2 separate regions of the Gossypium hirsutum genome follow, and region 1 is linked to region 2. A link is a contact called in public Hi-C data. All regions are on one chromosome and are shown on one strand. Each heading gives the region's core, a stretch centred on a gene start, on an enhancer-like site or on the middle of the called end of the contact. The rest is flanking DNA. Distances are from core to core; before and after follow the strand shown. Region 1 holds the start of LOC107954981 (calmodulin-like protein 3). Region 2 holds the start of LOC107955011 (probably inactive leucine-rich repeat receptor-like protein kinase At5g48380).

Region 1 (7,724 bases), core at 1,259-3,758, 170 kb before region 2:
TAACTTCTCCCCAACCATAAATAGGAGGATAATGCACTTCAGCGCACTCAAACCCAATCTTATTGTATTGGCAAAAATGTTCATGCCAATCTAGCCAAAACTCGACCGGCTTTTTAAAATTTAATTTTGATGTATTTTTTATAAATTTTGAATTATTTATTGGCGTGACATCTAAAACAAATAATGTTATGTTAGCATGATGCACATATGGACTGTCATAGGAATTATCACGTCAACAACGTTAGAATTTAATAATCAATATTTTCATTAAAAAAAACAATTTGACTCTTTTTAAAAAAGTTAAGGATTAAATTTAACTAAATAATAATAACCAAAATTAATGAAAAATATGAATATTGAGGGCTGAATTTAATATCATGCCTAATTATATTATAATAAGAATAACAGGTAACATTATGACAAAAACAAGTTTCCAAAGGATTAAAAAGATTGTTCTGTGTGTTTTAATTATGTTAATTTACTGATTTTTTAAAAAATATATTGTATCAGGGAATGATAGTATTTTGAATTTTTTTTTCATGGATTTTAAAATCATCAATATAATTTTTTTAAAAATAAGTATTTTATTGAAACAAATTTTGGTAAATGAATGCAAAAGGCAATTTTACTTGGGCCAGCCTTTTCAATCTAAACTAAATTAGGAAATTTGGGCCTCTGGTTATTTCAAAAAAACTCCGACCACGAACTAAAATTTGAACCCTAACCCTAATTTTCAATTCCTTATATATAGCATCCTACCTCCTTATCTCTCATCCTGTTCTCGGTAGCCTCCCTCTCTCTGCCTTTTTGTTGTGTGTGTGTGTGTTTTCATATTGAAGGAAGGATAAAGCAAGTCAGCTTCTTGATTGGGTGTAGATGGAAGCGACCCACTCAATCAAATAATTGAAATTTCTTGCGATATCTAAATTCTCAGCCAGCATCACTCGCCTGAATTTGATAAAATTTCCCTGATTATTCAGGCCCTTTTACTACTGGTATATTCACCTTTATATTTTTTTTCAAAAATGGAGAAAAAAATCAATGCAAACGCACTCTGTCCCAAAACCGTCGTTAAGACGAATTTGTTTTGAGGCAATTTCTTCGTTTGCTATATCACCAAATTCCATTTGATTTCCGACTTACTCGCCCAATTTGATCCCTCTTTCACTGATCTTATCGGGCACATGGTTGGAATACATTTCTCCCTCTTTTTCCCTTGCGTTATTTAAACATGAACAGCTGTTTTCATTTCTAAAAGCCTAGTGGTGAGATCTGGAAAGCGTGATTGTTCAGAACATGCAACATAATAGCGTGTAAATTATGAGAATCAAGTACCCTTGATGAGCACGATTTAGTTCCTATACACCATAAAAACTTGTTTTTCTGATAGATTCTAGATTTGAATCTTTATTTTAGATTAGCAGTATCATTGTTTTTTAGCTACATCTGATCGGATTATAGAAATTTTGGGTTGGAAGGATCGCGACGGGTTGTTCAAACTTCAAAGTACCTTAATTTGGGCCTCGTTCCTTGTAACAATATGGATTGTAAACATTACTCCGGAAATATCCAGACAATGTAATAATCAAATTGAAATTAAAATATTGGGTAGAAGAGAAGAGGCATGGGACGAAGCAGCAGAAGAATTGCGGTATAAAGATGGATCTTTACATGATGTAGGAAAAACCCAAAGCATAAGAAGGAATGGCATTTAGGGCGGGTTTCGATGTGCTTTTAGATTACAGTGTTGTTACTTAAAGTGTCTAATCTCATTGTTTTTATACTAATTGTAGGTAAATAAACTCACCTTTAGAACCAATTAGGGTAAAATTCAATGGGTGAGAACTGGAAATCATATTGCAAACAATTTACTCTGCTTTCTGATCTCTAAATTAAATAGAACTATCAGAAAATGCTTTCTGATGGATGAGTATGATGTTTTTTTTTTTTTGGTTAATACTAATTATTCTCTTTTTATTTTTAATTAATATTTTTTAATAGATATTTTAAATATGATTGTTCTAAAATTAAACTAATTGTAAAAAAAAAAGTTAAAAAGTGAGGTAAGAGGATGTATTAGACAAAGCTTGGATAAAATTAATTTAATTTGAATCGGATTTGAATAAAATATTGAATTCACATTAGAATTTTTATCACATATATAGTTTGAAATGAATTAATGTACTATATTTAAATTAATTTGTGAGTAAAATAAAATTTAAACACATAAATATATAGATTAAGAGTATTAAATGTACCACAATTATTTATTGGGGTGTTATTATCAATTGTGAGTTAGTGTTAAGTTAATTTGTGACATCAACTTAATAAATAATATTATTAATATATACGTAATAATAAATTGTGTATATTAGAATAAAAATTCATAAAATATATCAAAATGAAATTGTGGTTAAGTGGTAAATTTAAAATTTTATTGTGTGAGTTTAAATCCAATCATAATATGTTATTATTGTTATTAAATAAAAAGATTATAATATTCTGGAAGTTACCTTGGTTGGCAATGACATCATGGCAAGTCTCCAAGTGTTTAGCATTTTTGCCTCCATTTATTAACGGTCCAATAGAACTAATCTAAAATGACCGAACATATGCCTAATTTTAGCCCAATTCTATCACTTTTTTAACTTAAAAAGCTTTTCACATCCACAAATGGAAAACCTCTCGCCTTCTTTTTTATTAACAACTGGTTTCGTTAGGCTTGTTTTAGTGTGCATCCTTTATATCCCTCTCTTCTTTCTTCACAATTGTAAACAACAATCAACACTAATTCTCCATTGATTTTCCTTGTTAATTACCTTTCCCATCTCTCTCAATAGTCCAATTTTCATCTTTCCCTTATCATTTTTGCTCTAAGGTGGTGTATTTTGGTTTGGGTTTAGTTTTGTTTGATAAAAGAAATGGATCTAGTTGAGCTTCGCAAGGTGTTCCAAATGTTTGATAAGAATGGAGATGGCAAGATCACAAAGAAAGAGCTCAGCGATTCACTCGAGGAGTTCAGTTTATTTATTTCCGATAAAGAAATAAACCAAATCATTGATAGCATTGATGTGAACGGAGATGGTTCTGTAGATATCGATGAATTTGGTGAATTGTACCAAATGATGGTGAATGAGAGGAACGAAGAAGAAGAAATGATGGAAGCATTTAATGTCTTCGATCAAAACGGAGATGGATTCATCACATTTGAGGAGTTGAGGTCGGTTCTATCATCATTAGGGTTGAAGCAGGGAAGAACTATTGAGGATTGCAAGAATATGATAACAAAAGTGGATGCAGATGGAGATGGTAGGGTTAATTTCAAGGAGTTCCAGCAGATGATGAAAGGTGGTGGCTTTGCTGCCTTAAGTTCAAGTTAATAGTCAAAATACATATATATATATGTGCATGTATGTACGCATAGAAATATTAAGAGATGTTGGTTTGACATTAATGTATCTAATTTCTAATCATACAACTAAATTGTTCAAAATTACAAAACTATTTCTATTTTCCACCTTTTTACTAGCAAAATCAATCCACAAGAGAATCATGAAGCTCCAATTTCATCTAACAAGATGCTTTTTAGTTTCATTGCACAATGTCAAATGTTAAGCATCTTGACTATAACAAAATGATCCTAAAGAATTTTGTACATGATTAAAAGCTTCCAAGAAACCAAATATACAAATCTAATCATATCATTAATTGGTCAAGTTAAAGACCAAGGCTACCTGCGCTACGGTGCGTAAATCTCTGCCTTTCAGCTTCGAGTTTCCTAATATTGTCTACTATAACTTCAATCTTTGAAGATAGTTCTTCTGTTTGCTTCTCAACGTTGTTAATGAACGCAAACAACTTTTCTCGATAAGCTGAACATAATTGCTCTTGATGCGCTAACTCCATCGTGAGTTCTTCAATTTTCTTGTCCTTATCACCCTAAAAACTCAAAAAAAAGCCAATCACTGCCAGCAGCAAAAGTGAATGATAACGGAAGAATGTTATACTGTTTTGCAAGTAAATAGATATTTAACAATCACTAGCAAATAATTACATTCGGCTAACAAGAGAAGAAAAGAAAAGGTCCCTACTTTTACAATCAAAGAATCATCCTTCACCATATCAGATAAGAGCACCTAAGTTCCCAAAGAAAGCTTATAATGTGACTGTGCAGAAAGCGTGTTAATGATACACTCAGCGCACTTATACTCTTCCTGAAGCTAGTTCAACAAGAAGCAGGGTATTGCATGACATCAAATATCCTAGTCCAATACATAGGAGAATTTATTTTCATTTAAACACATCTATAAATTAGAAAGCTTCCAGGGGCATTTTCAGTGATGACCAATTCAAAGGAACAAAAGCAGAAGTTGTAACACCAAAATTATCATCTATCCCCAGCTTTAACCAATGGGCACGCAGCATTGATACTTCATATATTATAAAACAAACTTCATGCAGGAATTATGTTCAATTCTAGAAAATAATTGGTCACCGAAAAAATTCAATCACAGCCATTAATCTAAATGAGGGAAAATTTCACCCACCCCACAGCATATTCTACAATTTTAAATTATCTAAAAATATCTGCCCTCTATATAATATTTACTAAGAAAAGCTGAAATTGTCCATGTCAAACAATTAGCACCAAGCCAAAAAACATGAAAACCAGAAATAGGAACATTCTACTTAATGCGCAAAGAAAGTAAAAACAACAAAAATAAAGGAAGACTCAATGATCTCAAGTATAAGATTCAAAAGCAAAGTTCAAGACATTTAAACTCTATTTGATATATATATATACTCCTTTTACCTTAGTCCAAATGAAGTTGTCATAATTGACTTTTTTGGGTCAAACTTTTTTTAACATTGACTTATTATTTTTAATATTTTAATTAACTATATATTTTTATCAAAGTTTAAAAATTGATGACTAAAAGTCAAAACGCAACAAGTTTATTGGGAATGAGAGACTAATATAATATATAATATAAAACAATTTGAAGTATTTTTCTTATATAAAACTTGATAGAACCTCACCGTGGTATTGAATCCATTGGCTGTGATCATAAGGGGATGATTATGCTCCTTTTCAAATCTTGTAACAACCCATTTTCCAGTCTTTTCCATCTTAACCAAAATAGTTGCCTTGCAACCTTCTCGTGCACTAGGACGTGGCTTTTTCTCTTGTCCTAGTGTGCCCTTATGATTAGGAGAGAAACCCTGTTTGTTGCATCCTAGACGACGAGCAAGTGTTCTTCCATCAATCCCCGAACGACGACGCTGCATAATTCGCACCATAAATCCTATCCGTCTGGCATACTCTATGTAGTATTTCTTAGCATCATCTTCAGATTCAAATTCCATACCCACATACGGTTCTAAGATTTCGCTTCCTTCTCGTTCAGCTGTTTTTTCTTCAACTGAGCTGTCTGCTTTCCCACCTTCTTTGTCCAAATCCCACTATTACCAAAAAAGGAAAAGAAAAGAATCAGACCTTCTAACCTCGTTTTTTACATCAAGCAAAATGACAAGTTTATATAATTAAAAAGGAAAATAATAGTATGGTGCCTTTTCATGCTATGCAAATCATAATTTTTATAATAATTTGCTAGCAACAAATCATATGACACGTCAGAAACAGTTCTCAAAACTTTTCAAGTAGTCAGATGAACCACAAGATATGCACGTTAAATTCAGTGACCACTAGTAGGAATGGGTTCAAATCCAAAGATGTAAAGGACTCAACAAGAAAATTCTAGAATCAAGTGAAAGTGATAATTTACACAAACATACAAAAGATATAACTTGCCGATGGACATTAAAGAAAGAAACAAGGAAATGCTCAAGATCCTACTGTTTTGGTTTCAGCTATGACTAAGAAAAGGAAATAAACTAATTAAGCTAAGGAGGATGCTTAAAACCCAATTCCTTAGATGAAAGTGTCAAATTAAAAGTATAGGATGACGACAACAATACCGTTATTTGGAATGCCATTATTTAGACAGTTCTTCAACCAAGACTTGGCAACAGGAACAACAAAGAGACATATGATTAACTGAGGAAACTGTAGAATTCAATCTAGTCCTTTGTCTAGAGGATTGAGTGAGGACCTGAATAACAGAATATGAAACGCAGCTCGTATAGGGACATGAAACAATACCTTTACCAAAATGGTATATTCATAAAAACCAGAACCGAGCACAACAAATGCAGCATCAATAGGTAACTAAATTCCATAAAATTAGTTAGCCAATCTTCGTTGCAAAATCAATATCACCATAATCATATACAAAACCCTTTCCTTCATTTTTCTACAGGGCTTTTCTTCCTTCCTTCCACCATCCAACTACAACAAAACAGATTGGGTAGGGTATTTAGGCAGAACAATCCAACTTAACTATATTCATTGGACAGATACTCCTAAATCACACCAACAATTACAATTTTGTTTTCCTTAAAAGAAAAAAAACCGTCATTAAATTTTGCATACCCCGAATACTCCAAAAGTAAGCATTTGTTTCCCAATAGTTTCTGTCAAGAAAAACCCTAAAATTCTTAACCTCAAAGAAAGATCACCCATAAAAATTAACTATCAAGTACGCGTATTTCCTCACTCCGAGAAGAGATGGGTGTGTTAGAGTAAGATTAGAGTGAATTATTGGAGGCAATCTAGGTGGGTTATTTTAAGTGAAGATTATAAATAAATAAGAATCGCAGCGTTGAAATTTTAGAGGGAAAAACTTACTGAATGAAGAGTTTCTTCTGATCCGAGAGACATTCAAAGATAATTTGAAAGTCGCGATTGATTCTCTGATCCGATGCAGCCGAAAGGCGAAAAAGAATACTAAGGCCCGGCTCGATTTGAAGATGATGGATTGTCAACCGTTCGATTACTATGCGTTAGTAATTTATTTTTCATAGAATGAAGATATAATACATAGCAGAAGACAAAATAATGCGTTTGATTATAGTGATGCTCATATGATAAAATAATTGGAGGCTGGTGATTAATATTGGGTTTGGATGGACAGTGAGGTAGGGTGTGATGCGGTGCGGTGTATTTGATTTATTTTTTGTTTCACGTTATAATATTATTATAGTATTTAATCCTACCGTTATTACTGTTTTATATTAACCGCAGATAAACGTATTGTCCATCCAAACCTACGTTAAGTTTGTTTCGTAATGATATATATAGAGATAGTTCAGTCATGATATTTTTAGCAGATTGACTCAATAATTAAATAATATTGTAATTAATAATTGAAGGGTTGGAACTTAAGGATAAATAAGGTTTATATGTCAATTTTTTTAATTAGACATTTAGATTTTTTAATTTTATTTAGGAAAATAATAAATAAGGTTTATATGTCAATTTTTTTAATTAGACATTTAGATTTTTTAATTTTATTTAGGAAAATAAGTTGTTTTTTGGAGAGAGTGTGTGAAAGTGTATCAATTACGTGCGCTTTCTGCACAGTTAGCCGGAAAACACACCTAGCTGGGCACATTTTCCCTTTAAGTTGCAATTTTTTTACTTTTTTTAAATATAATTAACTTTTTTGGTCAAATAATTAACTTTTTTGAAAAGCGTAAGTCATTTTCCGGAAAAGAGCTCCTTAATAGATAATTTTATTTTTATATAAAAATTAACTTAAATCAAGTTTAATATTATTATATTGATAATAATTTTTTTTTATTTTTAAAAATATTTAAAATTA
Region 2 (7,569 bases), core at 3,889-6,388:
TCGCTGACAAGTTTAATTCCTCTGCCAGCTAAGCATTTGCAGATTGTGCCTCTATTATGTGATCAATCATCACAGGTTTTATTTTCAATTTAGCTAACAAGCTGACATCATTACCAATACTCAGCTAGGCAAACAGTGCTTTCAGCTCAAATGTTGACTTTTGACTTAAAGGCATCAATCACTACATTCAATTTTTCCAATATGGTAATCAATTGTGCAATTGTAATATTTTAGCAAATCGATTCAATAACGATGTCTCAGATTTAACTTTTTTTGGAAGAGGAGGTATTTAAGACTCTTATGATTTGTATAAATATGACATTTTATTATCATATATATATAGTGCCTTTAGATCTTTTTAGAGCAATTTTTTTACACCATTTTATAGAGATGGGAGAGCTTTCTTGAGGTATTTCAAATGATGATATATCTGAGATGCTAGTAGGTTGTTCAAACAATGAATGCTTGAATCGCCCATTTTTCGGTGACTCCTTTCATGATCATAGTGGTTGCATTAAATCTTTTGACATAATCATAGAGGGATTCATTTGCCCCTTGATGGATGGTTATCAAATAAGTCGGGGATTGTTGGAGCAGCTTGTTGGCCAGAAATCGGCTCATGAATTGTCAAGCTAATTGTTCGAAAGAGTGGATGGATTCCTGAGACAATCACATGAACCACTGTCGAGTTGTTTGCAAGAGAGTCATGGAGAAGGCTTTATATTTAACTCTATCAGATGCTCCAGCATGTTCATATAATTATTATACCAAGCTAAATGATCCTCCAAATCCCCTGGTCCATTATACACAAACTTTGAAAATCTGAAGAATGTTGAGATATGGTTTTCTAGAACCTCAAGTGCCAACAATTCATTGGAGTAGTTCCAAACAAAATCATTTATTTTTCCCCTTTTACTTCTTACATCAGCTCTTCCTTGAAGGCCCTGAACTGTTCTTCTATGGAGATATTGTTGTTACCCTAGGAATGTTGAGATATTTCTAGGAGGTCGACACTATTCCTACAAAGGTCCTCCAAGTTATTACGCTTACACTCTCTGCAGAAGGCGGATTGGACTTCATCTTCTCGATGAGTTAGATTCTCCTATCTTGGGACTTCCCATGCAACCCCTAACTCAGTGATGAGCTACTCATTCTGGGCATTTCTTTGGTCAAGGATACGTTGCTGGTCCTTGAATCGACGTTCTTGTTGAGAAAGCTGCTCTTCCAATAGTTTCTCTTAGGCTTTTAAGCCGTGAGGTTGAAGACCTTACGTTTGCTGGTGAAAACCCTAGTTTAAGGGAGTGTGAGTAACGATTGGTGGAGCAGGCATGGTTGTGAGACAAGTTATGTCCTTATACAAAAAATGAGTTATCTGGTTTAAGGGTCCAATAGGGGACACACAAAGTTGCAATTGAGGCACTGCGACAACTAGTGGAGTCAGAGCAACTGAGGGGAATGGTTCCTATTGGTGCAACAAGGGTGACAGGGTTAGTGCAACAAGGGTGAGGTTGAAGACCTAACGTCTGTTGGTTAAAACCCTGGTTTAAGGGAGTGAGAGTCATGGTTGGTAGAGTAAGCATGGTTGTGAGACAAGTTATGTCCTCTTATAAACAATGAGTTATCTGGTCTAAAGGTCCATGAGGGGACACAATAGTTTGCAGTTGAGGCATTACGATAACTAGTGAAGTCAGAGTAGCTGGTAGGAATGGTTCTTATTGGTGCAACAAGGGTGACGGGGTTGGAAATCAGAGGATGCACTAAAGCTTGCATCAACTGTTCTAAGGTGGAATAAGAATACTCATGTGCTGTAAAGGTGTAACACCCCTAGCCCGTATACGTCATCGAATTAGGGTTACGGAACATTACCGTACACATGAAACATTAAACATACATTTTATACATCAGTACAAACATACCATAATACATTTATTCACATACGTTTTGTCCATTAATATAGCCATCGAGGCCTTAGAAATGCCTTAAAAACAATTCTGACAAATTTGAAATCATTTGGAAAGTTTATATGAAAGTTAGAAAAATTTGACTACAGAGGTCATACGGCCGTGTGCCTCACATGGTCGAGACGCATGCCCGTGTCTTAGGCCGTGTAACCTTCGAAATAAGGACAAACAGCCGTGTCCCAGCTCATTTCCTCGTCCGTGTACTCTCTGAGTTGGGTCGCCCGGCCAAGCCAGACGCCTATGCGCTAAGCCGTGTAACACTCGAAATAGCCTCACACGCCCGTGTGCCAGGCCATGTAACTGCCTGATTTGTGAGCCTTAAAACCTACAAGGGACACACAGCTGTGTCGCTAGGCCGTGTGTCACACACGATTGAGTCACACGCCCGTGTCTCAGGCCATGTGGACCTAAAATGAACCCTAAATATCAAGTTTACCATTTCAAGGTTACTTGGATCCTAAGAAACCCAAGTACCAACCAAAATACCTATTCAAAAGGAAATTAATCAAGTTAAAAACATACCAAAATCAACCTATTAAGTGCCTAACCAATGTACCCTCATTGGTACCATAAATATATACAATTTTATATCAAAGTAAAACTTCAAACATAACTTATCAATTCATCCAATCTAACATCTAACCAATGTACCTTTCATAGGTACCTCAATCACAACATATCATTAATTCATGTCATTCTTAATGGCATTGGAACTATACTTTATCCACATATTTCATATACATTGATAATTTACACATAGATCATAGTTAATATATACATATCTCAAAACATTAGAATAGTAACACAAAAGCCTAATACATGTCATATAATCCGAAATGAACATTCCAAAAACTATCAAGATTTAGGGATAGTGTGACTTGAGTGCCGGTCCATCCGTCCTACCTTCTAAGTATCTACAAGAACAAAGTTTAACACAAGTAAGCTTAAAGAAACTTAGTAAGCTCGACTTATTAAAATAATAAATCTTACTGAAGTAAATATAACAATAAAAAAAGTATTAATACAACTAAGAATGTTCCTTGTCATCCATAATTTCAACCGATAGATCACAAATGTTCAATGCAAAATCAAATATATGGTAAATTCATCAAAAATTACTCATCAAGTTACCTTACCGAGATTTTCAATCCGATGAACGACTTACTGATAAGAGTACATCGAAAAATCGCCCAAACACACCAGATGCTCGTAAGAGCCAGTCCATTTGAAACACACCAATGTTCATAAGAGCTAATCCCTCCAAAACACACCAATGCTCATAAAAGCTAGTCCAACCAAAACACACCAAAACAGAGAGTATAACATGAGAATTCGCTACAAATGATGAACCTCGATTTACTCGGGAAACATATATATCACTCCCTAATAATCTTCACTCCAAATCCCCCACAACACACCAAATCTCGATCATACTCTATCATGCGTTTAATTCGATCCATACATTAACATTTCTCAAATATTCTTCCATTAACAACAAATCAATATATCTATTGTACCATGCTATACTATTCAAAAATTCATATAGAAGTTAAATTTTAAACCATACGATCTTACCTAGACTGAATTATAGTAGTTGCAAAAGTTTAGAGACTATTCCGCTATTTTTACTTTTTCACGAGTATTTATGGGATCTTGATCTAAAATATAAAATTTATCAATTATCAGCTTAGATTTCACATTTCAACCCATTTTACAATTAATACCCTTTTATTTTTAAATTTATGCAATTACTCTAAACATTTACAATTTTTACAATTTAGTCCTTTAACCCCAAAATTTGTGGTCCCAAACCACTGTTCCGTCACCATTGAAAATCAGGCTGTTACAAGAGAGGTTATTGTGGGAGTAGAAGGAGAAGGAGTCTGGGTAGAGTTGTTGCCTATGCTAGGTGGGAATTTTCTGAGTTAGGTAAGATGGGGGTGCTAGGCGGAGTGGAGGAGTTGATATGATTGGCTGGTTCATTGGCTTGGTTGGTTTGGTCAGCGGGGACACCACTTTGAGATTGTGAAGCCATATTGCCTATGCTCACAGCACCAATTATTGATACAGTGACACAATAGGGTGGTGGTACAGAGGAGAATGGTGGTTGCTATGGATACCGATTCACCCATTCGGGGTAGAGGGCCAAAGGTTATGAAGAGTGGATGTGAAGATAGTATTCAAGTTGAGAGTTGAAGCTTTGTTGACAGCACATAGGCTTGGTATTCTTGGAGAGGTAATATTTTCTTCATCATTCCTAGAAGTATTTATAGGCAAGGGTCCCATGTAAGATGATGTTAACGTGTCTGACTTGCCATTTAGTCATCATTACGAATCATGTGGGGGGTGTCTTTGATGGGATGATGATGTCTGTGACAAGGTAGTTAAGCCAATGTGGTGTTTGGTGACCAACGATTTCAAGTTCCTAATGAAGACTTTGAGACTCGAACAACGGATGGCCTATACTTGTCCGGATGATCATCTCAGAAAGGAAAACTCACAAGTACAAAGGGATGCAAATTACTTTACTTATAAAGGACGACAATGGAAAGTTGATTTATTTATTTGTTGACAAAAACGAAAAATTGAGATTGAATAAGTTTTTTAAGAAATTAATTTTAAATTATTTTTTAAACTAAAAGGATATATATCACTTTCATGTGAATTAAGGGTGGGTTTGGATGGGCGATTGGGTGCGGTGCGGTGCGTTTAGCTTACTTTTGGTCTCACGCTACAGTACCGCTACAGTATCTAATCTCACCGCCACCACTGTTTTTACACTAACCGCAAGTAAACGCACCACCGGTAAACGCACCGCCCATCCAAACTCACCCTAAGTCATGGTAAGTCTTAATATCAATTCTTAGTTTAATACTTCAAGTTGAAATTCTAAACAATCCCAACACTTTATCCGTTATAAATATATCTATCTTTGGTAAAACATTTAACTTTTATCATTCATATCAATTTCTTTTGTATTATTCATGTTAAAATTCAAATTAACGTATTTCTTTAAATAAATTAATATTCCTTATTAACATTATTTAAATTTATGTAAATTTTTAATAAATATATTTTTCACGTAATATTTTTCATATGTAATAAAATTTATATGCATCTCAAACTAATTATTAAAATAATAGATTTATATATAACTAATATTGAATGAAATATGTGAGCACGACGGAGAATCACGAATAGCAAGCTCTACGGTTATCGCTCACCCTCAGGAGTCCAGCAAATATACTAAAAAGTCTTTGTCGTTTTTTAAGGTCAGTCCAGTCGTCCCCTCCATAGCTTGGAAAAAGCAGCAACCAACCAACTTAAATTACCCATTCCTTGTTTGACCTGATCAAATCCCCCCCCCCCAAACCAACAAAAAAAGGAGACAGATTTTCAATCTTTAGTTCACACTCTTTTAACACATATCTCACTTCATTTGTCCCTTTTTTTTTTCTTTAGAACTTTTAATTATGTGTTACCAAAATTCCAATTATGCTTTTGAATATTCAAACACGACGTAGACTTTGCCTATGGGGGTCTTCCCTCTGAGTTTCTCTGTGGAAAAGAATGATGTTTCCTTGTAGTTTCCATTACCCTTTTGTCTGTCCTTTGGTCTTCTTCTGTTAAAACTTGAGAAATCTAAGGTGCGTCTTTTAATATATATAATTTTTTTTTCTTCTGGGTTTTGTTTATATGCTCTTATATTCATCAAAATCTAAGTCAAGTAGTCAACTCCAACTGGTTTGCTTAAGTTTCCCCGTGGTAAAACTTTCTTTTTCTCCTTTTTGTGTTAGTCTTTCTGAATTTGGCTGAATTATTGTTCTTTATACTTTCCTTTATCTTGTTTTGGTGTGAATTTTGATTTTGGTTCCGTTTTTTCCCTTCTGTTAACTTGTTTCAGGTTTAAATGTCAAAAGAAGTATGGTTTAGTGGGTTTGGCATTTAATATCTGTTAAGCTTTTAGTAGCTATACAAGTGGGTTGCTTTTAATCCACCATTTTAAGTTTCCATTTGAGGGGTTTCTTCATGATCATGGTGTTGCATAGCCGAGTTTTTGTTCTTCTTGTCAGCGTTATGGTTTTGTTACTGCTCGGCTGTACTTTGAGCTTTGCTACTAAAGATGATATTGAGTGTTTGAAGAGCATCAAAGCTTCGTTTGAGGACTCTTTTGGCTACTTGAATTCTTCATGGAATTTCAACAACGATACTGAAGGATTCATTTGTAGGTTTACAGGGATTGATTGCTGGCACCCGGATGAGAACAGGGTTCTCAATATCAGGCTTTCTGATATGGGACTCAAGGGTGTGTTCCCTCGAGACATTATAAAATGCAAAAGTATGACAGGCTTAGATCTTTCAAGCAACAAGCTTTATGGAAAAATTCCATCTGATATCGCTAAACTTATCCCATATGTTACTTCCCTTGATCTCTCAACTAATAAATTCTCTGGAGAAATCCCAAAAAACCTTGCAAATTGTAGCTTCTTGAACATTTTGAACCTTGACCATAACAAATTGACGGGTCCGATTCCTCCAGAACTCACTTTGCTCAGCAGGATGAAAACGTTTACTGTAGCTTATAATTTCTTGACAGGGCCAATTCCGGTTTTTCGGACCATGTATTCGGTTGACAGTTTTACTAATAATTCTGCACTGTGTGGGAAGCCTTTGGATCAATGTCGGGAGACTACCAAGGGGACGAAGACTGGAGTGATTGCTGGGGCTGCTGTTGGTGGGGTGACATTTGCTGCAATTGGTACGGCCATTGTTCTCTTCTTCTATTACCGCAAAGTATCTGTCATGAGGAAGAAGGATGATGATCCAGATGGAAACAAATGGACCAAGAGCTTAAATGGAGCTAAAGGCATTAAGGCAAGCTAATTTAATACATCCATATAATATTGTTCTTTGATTATGGTTTGATATGTGATGTACTTATAAGCTAATGTTATTTCAGGTTTCCATGTTTGAAAAGGTGGTTTCCAGAATGAGATTAAATGATCTTATGAAGGCCACAAACAGTTTCCACAAAAATAATATCATCGGTTCAGGAAGAACAGGGACCATGTACATAGGAGTCCTTGAAGATGGCACCTCACTACTGATTAAGAGGTTGCAGAATTCTCAACACTCTGACAAAGAATTTTCGTCTGAGATGGCTACCCTGGGAAATGTGAAACATCGTAACTTAGTTCCCCTTTTAGGTTTCTGTGTGGCGAAGACGGAGAGGCTGTTAGTTTACAGATACATGGCAAATGGTACTCTAAATGATAACTTGCATCCTGTAGATGATGCTAAGCAGGCTATGGAGTGGTCCTTGAGGCTTAAAATTAGTATAGGGGCTGCCAGAGGATTTGCATGGCTCCACCACAACTGCAATCCTCGTATACTTCATCGAAATATAAGCTCTAAGTGTATCTTACTAGATGCAGATTTTGAGCCAAAAATATCTGATTTTGGTCTTGCCAGGCTCATGAACCCAGTTGATACCCATCTGAGCACCTTTGTCAATGGTGAGTTTGGGGATTTAGGTTATGTTGCCCCTGAATATGCAAGAACTCTTGTGGCCACTCCAAAAGGAGACGTCTACAGCTTTGGAGTTGTC

Evidence for each region. Hi-C and Micro-C count contacts between places; a contact is called where the count stands out from the background.
Region 1: a contact with region 2 is called in a Hi-C map of leaf, with 2.5 times the contacts expected there. The contact joins the promoter of LOC107954981 here to the promoter of LOC107955011 in region 2. A contact is called at or near these places in 3 of 34 Hi-C or Micro-C datasets (all in leaf).

What each region holds. Positions count from the first base shown.
Region 1 is chrD07:53,726,468-53,734,191 of Gossypium_hirsutum_v2.1, reverse strand. It overlaps LOC107954981 (calmodulin-like protein 3), which reads left to right and starts at 2,508. Exons shown (of 1, transcript XM_016890675.2): 1 at 2,508-3,521. The coding sequence starts at 2,922. The coding sequence ends at 3,380. It overlaps LOC121219545 (protein FAR1-RELATED SEQUENCE 5), which reads right to left and starts at 6,986. Exons shown (of 3, transcript XM_041097844.1): 1 at 6,749-6,986; 2 at 5,041-5,463; 3 at 3,444-3,939. The coding sequence starts at 6,781. The coding sequence ends at 3,718.
Region 2 is chrD07:53,562,220-53,569,788 of Gossypium_hirsutum_v2.1, reverse strand. It overlaps LOC107955011 (probably inactive leucine-rich repeat receptor-like protein kinase At5g48380), which reads left to right and starts at 5,138. Exons shown (of 3, transcript XM_016890714.2): 1 at 5,138-5,608; 2 at 5,866-6,836; 3 at 6,922-7,569. The coding sequence starts at 5,991.